2 separate regions of the Triticum aestivum genome follow, and region 2 is linked to region 1. A link is a contact called in public Hi-C data. All regions are on one chromosome and are shown on one strand. The core of a region is the stretch at or near the end of the contact, and the rest is flanking DNA. Distances in the headings are between cores, read along the strand shown.

Region 1 (3,735 bases), core at 861-3,360:
TTCCAGGTGCTTGAGCTCTATAGGGTGTGCCCATTCATATTACATATATGTGTAGTTCAAACCAACTGATTAATTGTATGGGGTTGCACTTCTCTTCCTAGAGAAGAAGAGGAGAGGGAAATGAGAAATCGGTACCTGTGACAGCTGTCCGTCGGTTTCTTCTTTGCTCTGCATACAAGATTTTTCAGAAGTCAAACTTCATAAAATTTGTACAACTTTATAAGAAAAAATATCAATATTAATAATACAAAATCTTTATCACTTGATGCATCATGAAACTAATTTCATTTTGTATAACTTTAGAATTGTGGATGTTGATACTTTTTTACTATTAGGTTGATCAAACTTTACGAACTTTGACTGCAGACAAAGCTTAGATCATGGTTAATAGTATAGTCAACAACCGGCTATATGAAGTTGACACGTCACATAAACCTAACTAATAGCCCATTTATACAATAGTTAGTCATGCTAGTATGTTACATTATTAATATGTGGCCCATATTTTTCTATCACAAAGTGCGTTGAAACACATGGTACATCCGGCTGTAATTCTTATACGCGGAGTAGAAAGAAACGGAGTGAGTACCAGTCAAAACCCAGAAGTGACAGGTATTCACAGACAAAAGAGATTAGAGTAGATCCAGCCGCATGCACGTCCCGTCGCAGCATTGCATGGCATGCGAGACCGGATCAGCATCGACCATTCACCGCTGCAATAGTGCTCTCGATAATTAAAGACATGAGGTCCTGGCATCATGGGCGCCGAAGGAAGACATGCATGCATGCAAGCACAAAGGATCAAGCAGGCACACACACACGTACACATGCATGCACTGTGCGCTGGGGGCCAGCCCCCTGTTTACAGATCAGTGAGGCATGATGCAGGGACGATGGACATATGTATGTTTGCCAGTAAAGGAGAAGCAAGAATGGATGGGGAGGTTGGAAGAATTTAACTCCCCATGGCCATGGCGCCACCAGTCTTTTCAGCTCCATAGCCTTTTCTCTTTCCGATGGGTAGGAGGAAGCCAACAAGCAAAGAATATCATCGTCTCATTCCCATTCCCGTTCCCATTCCTACACACTTAGCCCCTCGGCCGGCCAATCCAAAGGCGCCACGTGGCGCTGCGGCACACGGCCGGGCTTTCCGACCTACTCTATCTGAAGACCCGCGTCCTCGAAGCTAAGCTAGCTAGCTAGCTAGCTATAGCAGAGGCTGTACATAGGTGTAGCTAGAGCTAAGCTTGCACACTTTGTGCCACATGCATATGGTGAGTGTTGCACTTTGGCCTTTCTCATGGTGTGCATGCAGCACAAGCAGCAGATCACCGGCATTATTGATACGATACGGCAGTGTGTCAAAACTTGACATAAAGTGAGACCAAAGCTATCCCGTTTAATTATTCCCCAAACCACGACACTTTTGCCCTTTTCGTAAAGAACAAAAGATTCGTCCCGTCGATTTGATAACACGGGGAAAAGGTCAACAGAAAAGACCTAATACAAAATCTACCACCTACCTACGCTGTAATGACCAATTAACTAAACGGAGAACGGCCGCGTCTAGCTGGGGTTGGGGTGGTGGTCAAGGAAAAAAAGATTTAACACCGGCATACACAGTGAAAACACGTTGCCCAAGGCGGGCAAAGGCCTCAGGCCTGAAGGAAGCCACAGAGTTAGAGAGAGAGAGGAGGAGGAATGACAGAGGGAGAGGGCATTGAAGTTGGTGTCAGTCACCCACACAGAGTATTCTACTGCTTTCCTCGACTATGACTTCTCTTTGTAGAGATTGCGAGAGGCAGCGAGGAGAGAGAGAGGGGGGAGATTGATGGGGCGGACAGAAACATCGTGTAGAGAGAGAGAGAGAGGAGCGCAGAGTGACCGACTGACTTGAGGCAGCAGGGAGTAAAAGAGCAACATCCCTGATATAAATACAGACAGAGCGTAGGAGGAGAGAGAGGGGGCCAGAGGGGGTCATGATTTTGTAATCCATTGCTTTATGATTGAGCTCGGGCGACCTGCCCCCGCCCTTTCCCTGCTGCTGCCACAGCGCAGCGCAGCTAGGCTAGCTACCACCGCCCCCAACGTCTCTCTCTCTATCTCTCTCCTCTTTTCTCTTTTGTTTTGACGCTGACACAAAAGAAGTCATGATGGCCTTATGATGGGGTGCATGCAGTATGACCACTTGTTTTTTCTCTCTCTCTCTCCCAGCTCTGGCTTTCTCTCTCTAGTCGCACTCGTCTTTATTTTTTATCACACGCACCGTCCGTCCTCGTTGGTCTTTTAGAAAGGACGGATCCCAGCTGTGGGGCCCATTGCCAGTCCGATGCGCGTGAAGTCCCTCGTGTATATTTCTAGGGCGGAATGGGCCGCATGGTTGTGTCGCTTGCCCTCTTCGGTCATACCCAGCCCGGGGTTTGCATGTTCTGGCCCATATAGTGGTACGAATGGTAAAAAAAACAATGAACAAAATTATCTTTTTTTGCGCGAAAGGACGATTTACTCAGTAACGGTGAATGTGGCTTTTGTTCAGAAAATGATAAGTTACTTTCAGTTTACATAGTCCTCCGTTCCAAAATAAGTTTCTCAACTTAGACACTTATTTTTGGACGGATGGAGTACTAAGCATGATTTGCGTGATTCCAGGACCGTCGGGGCCTTATTCAATTGAAACAAACTCACACATGGTTTCTGAAATAAGGGCCTCTTTTATCCGAAAACAGTTCCAAATGATTTCTGTTGGGTTGTATCCTTATAATTTTTACTGTGTTGTTTGTTTGATCTGAAGGATTCCAATCCATGAAATTTGCTTCTCAGATCTTGCAAATATTATAAGGATAAATCTCGTTGAATCAAATCTATCGGAACAAATATTATATGTTCTCAGATCTTGCAAATATTATAAGGATAAATCTCGTTGAATCAAATCTATCTGAACAAATATTATATGTTCTCAGATCTTGCAAACCAGAGAAGCCCTAGATGTATGTCAGATCGATATTTGACCCTCCGGAGCTCCTAGGTGAATTACTCTCGTCACTACTCTAGCTACTACCCTAGAATGCATACTTATAATTTCCCTCTATAATGACTAGTCTATCCAAGAATTTATTTCCTTGTCCGCTAGTATATATGTACGGATCAAAATTGTCAAGTACTACCTCCGTCCTGGTTTATTGCTCCCTTCATATTCTGTGCAAAATTTTGCCTATAGATTTAACTAACAAATTGTTAATGCATGTCACAAAAAATTATATCATTTGATTTGTATTTGAACATAGTTTCTGGTAATATTATTCTTGTTAAGTGTAACTTATATTTTAATAGTTAAAATCATGAACAAAATATTACCCTAAACACGAGGGGGCTAATAAACTAGGACAGAGGTAGTAGTGCAGGATCAAGTACATATACATGTAAATCGAAACATAAAAAAAATTAATTCCCACGTATGCACATCAAGCAACACTCGTAGACCTAGAAGGTTATGAGGTTAACCTATTATGGAATTGCTTAACTATTATTATGTTCCTAGTTTAAGTCAAAACTATCATCCATGTTTATTGAGATATGGTCATAAATTCTTTAGTGAGGACAATGTTTGTTCTATATCTAAGAACGGTATTTTTCATGCTTATGAGCCCATTGTGAATGGGTTATTTAGTTTAAATCTTGATGATGTGCATCTCATGTTTATGCTAAATAGTTTCTTCCTAATGATGTGAATCCTAC
Region 2 (3,735 bases), core at 361-2,860, 720 kb before region 1:
TCTTTCTTCGTGGAGGTGAGCGCTTCGGGCCGTGCACACAGACGAGACGCGAACACATACGCTAGCTAGGTGGGCAGACGCGCACAGATGCACATACTACATTGCATTATTGAGTAATGATGGCAACTTTTTCTCTCCCTCGCGCGCGCACACACACATCCCCAAACACTGGCCTCACTCTCTCTCTCTCACTACCTCCAAGAATGGCAGTTTCTTCACTAACTCAGGAGTTACTGCATTGGCTTTCCTGTCTGACCCAAACAAGAACGGGACGAGCAGCAAGAGGACGCGAGACCGCGGGTTTGGGAGCAAGCGCAAGCTAGAGGGATCGGGTTCAGAATTGCTGGTACCTGGAGATGGCTCTTCACATGCGCTAGCGTCAGATCCTTCACGTCCATGAGCTCTAGGACTGACTTGGGCGTCGCCCCTGCGAGAGGTTAGATTTTGATCAGCGAAAGGTACTACGTTACGTAGGTAGCGCGCGCGCTCGTCGTCGGCGTCGGAGAGATTGGTTTGGTGGTGGTGGTAGTGGTACGTACTCTCGTGGCCGCCGAGGAGCTCCACGGCGTGCACGAAGCGGGCATGGAGGGTGCTGGTCCAGCGCATGCGGGGCGCGCGCATGCTGCGCTTGGCGGGGAGCTTGGGCATGAACCGGGACCCCAGCCCGAAGGGCTGCGCGCCGTGGAGATGATGATGGTGTCCGCCGAGACCCATGCCGACGCCGCCGCCGGGGGCGCCGTAGCTGCGCAGGGTGTCGGAGAGCATGCCGTTTAGTCTTCCGGAGGCCGACAGCATCCGATGGTGCGCGGCTGAGGACAGGAACGCCGCCGTGGGGTCGAAGGAATTCGCGGGTGGCGCCGGCCCCGGCCCGAGAGAGGACGGCGACGTCGATCCCAGGGAGGAGGGCCACGCCGCCGGATGGTGGTAGCCGTAGAAACCGACCTTCGGGAGGTGGTGCCCTTCTCCTCCCCCAGGCGCCGGCGGCAGGAACGGGAAGCCCCCGGCGCCGTTGTAGATAGGTATCCCCCGGATTGGCGGCGCCGCCGACGCGCCGCCGACACCCGCGTCCAGCGGCTGCAGCATCGGCATGGTCATGAGCGCGGCCTGGGCGGACGTGGTGGCGGCCGAGGACGCCGCAGCCGACGACGAAGGCCTGTGCCGCCACGGCAGCGCGGCGCCCTCCTGGTCGGCGGCCAGGAGGGGCGGAGACAAGGACAGCTCCGTGGACGCCGTGGACCCGTTCAGCCTCCTCCAGGGATCCCCGCCTCCGCCGCCCACAGGCCCGCGCCCGCCTCCGCCGCCCCCCGGGCCCGTCGGCGGCCCAGTGCTGGGCAGGCTGATGTGCAGCGAGAGGTCCGGCGACGCAGCCGAGCTCGCCTCCATCTCCCGGCCACCGGCGCGCCCCGATCGGACGCGCGCGCGCGTGCGTGCCTTGCTAGCACGCACAAACACCTAGGTCGGATTGGTGGGACGGGAGGGGGAGGATCGCAGGAAGGTTCTTGGTGTTCTTGGGAGGGAGGCCGGCCGGCCGTGTTGTGTTGCTCGGGAATGCTTGCGCTTTGGCTGGGCTGGGCTGGGGGGTGGTGTGATGTCTCCTTTTGTATCTGTCTCTAGTACTGGAGTTACTACTAGTACTACCCCTCTCTCTCTCTCTCTCTCTCTCTCTCTCTCTCTATCTCTCAACCTCCTAACATGAGAGACACCAGGGATGAATTGGTTTCTTGTGCTGTCCTTCCTTATTGCTCTTGCTTGTATAAAAAGGTAGAGAGAGAAACTGAAGAGAGAGGCAGAGGCAGAGAGAGAATGTGAGGTTATTATCTCGCTTGTTTAATTAGGAGGGGCAGGCATCACCAAGTCTGAGAAAATGACACTTAGGGGACTGCCGTGGTACTAGATGGATAGATAGGGGAGGGCAAGTGGAGGAGTCAAAGGAAGCACGCTTTTTGTTTCTACGTGTATTACTACTACTCCATAAAATACACCACCACTTCTAAAAAAGTAGCACACACACGCACAAAGAAATACTACCGTACTATTATTGACACACACACACTATAGAAAATGGGATTAACTGTACTACATGCATGTAGGTTTTGGTTGTAGTAATAGTATATTGTAGGAGAAGATTGATGGATCTGATTTTGTTTGTTGGACTGAAAAGGCTGTGTGAGCTCGTGCGCTTGGGATTCTTTTCCCCCCATGCCCCCAGGGTTTGGCTTGGGCTCTCCCTATCCTTTTCTGCTTTCTCTCTCTCTCCGTCCCTCCCTGTAGGTAGAGCACTGCACCCTTTTTTTAAGGGGGAGCTCATGACAGGGAGTCTCGCCGGAGGGACAGGCTTCTTGTTCTCCCTTCTCTCTCTCTCCAGGATGGATTTTTTCTTCCTCCTCATCTCGCTTTCGGATTGGATGCGTGTGGGGATTCAGTGCCCCTCATGGGCCGGGACTGACCGGGTCGACATTCTACAGTCTCGTCGGAATACGGTGATAACGAGCGGAGAGCCATTCTGGTGTTCGCGCACATGTCTACCGATGAATGAATGTCGGTTTCTTCTTCTTCTCCTCCTTTTTATTATTATTATCTTCGCAATGCACATTCTCTGATTAATAATTCTTAGCAGTACTGCCTTTTTCGAAACGAGATGGAAAAACATCTCGTGGTCGGAGGATGCGCACATCCCTCATACTGCTCGTAGTCCCCGCACAATAATACCTCTCCACTGCTTACATACTGTACTATAGCTGCGTTTAGCTTTTATGTCTTTTGTTCAGGGCATAACCGTAGCGATGCATTTGGTTTTGGTCATGTGGTGGGGGTTAAGATATGCACCGGGGGTGCGGTGCTTAATTGCGTGGGGCTTTCACGTGTCGGTAATGCCTGAAATTGTGTTTCCGTTACACTGGATTTTCTTTAACACAGTACAGACGTAGACGCTCATACGTATGCACATACACTCACCCCACACTCTATTTCTATGAGCACCTTGGAGAGACTGAACCTGCCTATCATCTTGAGATTGACGACGTCTCCACAGACGCCTTCGTAGTCGACGGGAACATCTCCTCCCACTGAGATTGATGAAGTCGCCACGGACTATTAGTTCACTGGGCTTGGATAGAACTGATGTACTATTTGATTTATTTTACCGAAGAAGACTAGTTGCGACCATAAATTTGTTTTTTTTTGTGGTGGAGGGTAAGGGCACTCCCAATGCATTGACTCATAACACGTCATGGTAGTTAGTAAAATAGGACAATCACCATAATGCATTGTCACTGAGGTGTCGTATAAGTCATACTGCATTTAATTGGTTTACGAATCATATTGGCATGTCAACTGTGTGGCCTAGTTATGGAGAGAAGAGAAGGGGCAAAAAACAGGGAGATACGCCACATCAGATCATATTATTAATTACACAACACAAGGAAACAAGCTAAGAGCTGTATCTCCGCTACTTTGCCTACGATACATTTCCCTCCCCTCTCTTCTTTCAATACAATGTCAACTAATTATTTGGCCTATGATATCGCACTAAGAGCATGATTAGTAACATAGCTAGCCGCTGGCTATATGAACATGCCATGTCATCAAGAGTTTTCATTATTAATTACTCATACAATAGGACTAACTATAAGGTTATAACTTTTTTAACTTTCTCTCTATCTCTTTCCTTTGGTTAAATGTTTTTATCTAGAAACATGCATAGAGGTTGGTTCTTGCATGAGAGCCAACTTCTTT

What was found. Hi-C and Micro-C count contacts between places; a contact is called where the count stands out from the background.
Region 2: a Hi-C map of leaf shows a contact between it and region 1, with 6 times the contacts expected there. The contact joins the promoter of LOC123121456 here to the enhancer-like site in region 1. A contact is called at or near these places in 2 of 5 Hi-C or Micro-C datasets (both in leaf).

Annotation. Positions count from the first base shown.
Region 1 is chr5D:319,421,111-319,424,845 of IWGSC CS RefSeq v2.1, reverse strand. No RefSeq gene overlaps it. Among protein-coding and RNA genes, the nearest start is that of LOC123124769, 170 kb to the right of the region's middle. Within about 2 kb of position 2,110, at least 6 of the 8 cell types and tissues checked have an H3K27ac peak or open chromatin away from gene starts, as enhancers often do. A contact at or near this core is called in leaf, where this site is marked.
Region 2 is chr5D:320,140,593-320,144,327 of IWGSC CS RefSeq v2.1, reverse strand. It overlaps LOC123121456 (probable transcription factor RL9), which reads right to left and starts at 1,610. Exons shown (of 6, transcript XM_044541449.1): 1 at 540-1,610; 2 at 351-427. The coding sequence starts at 1,383.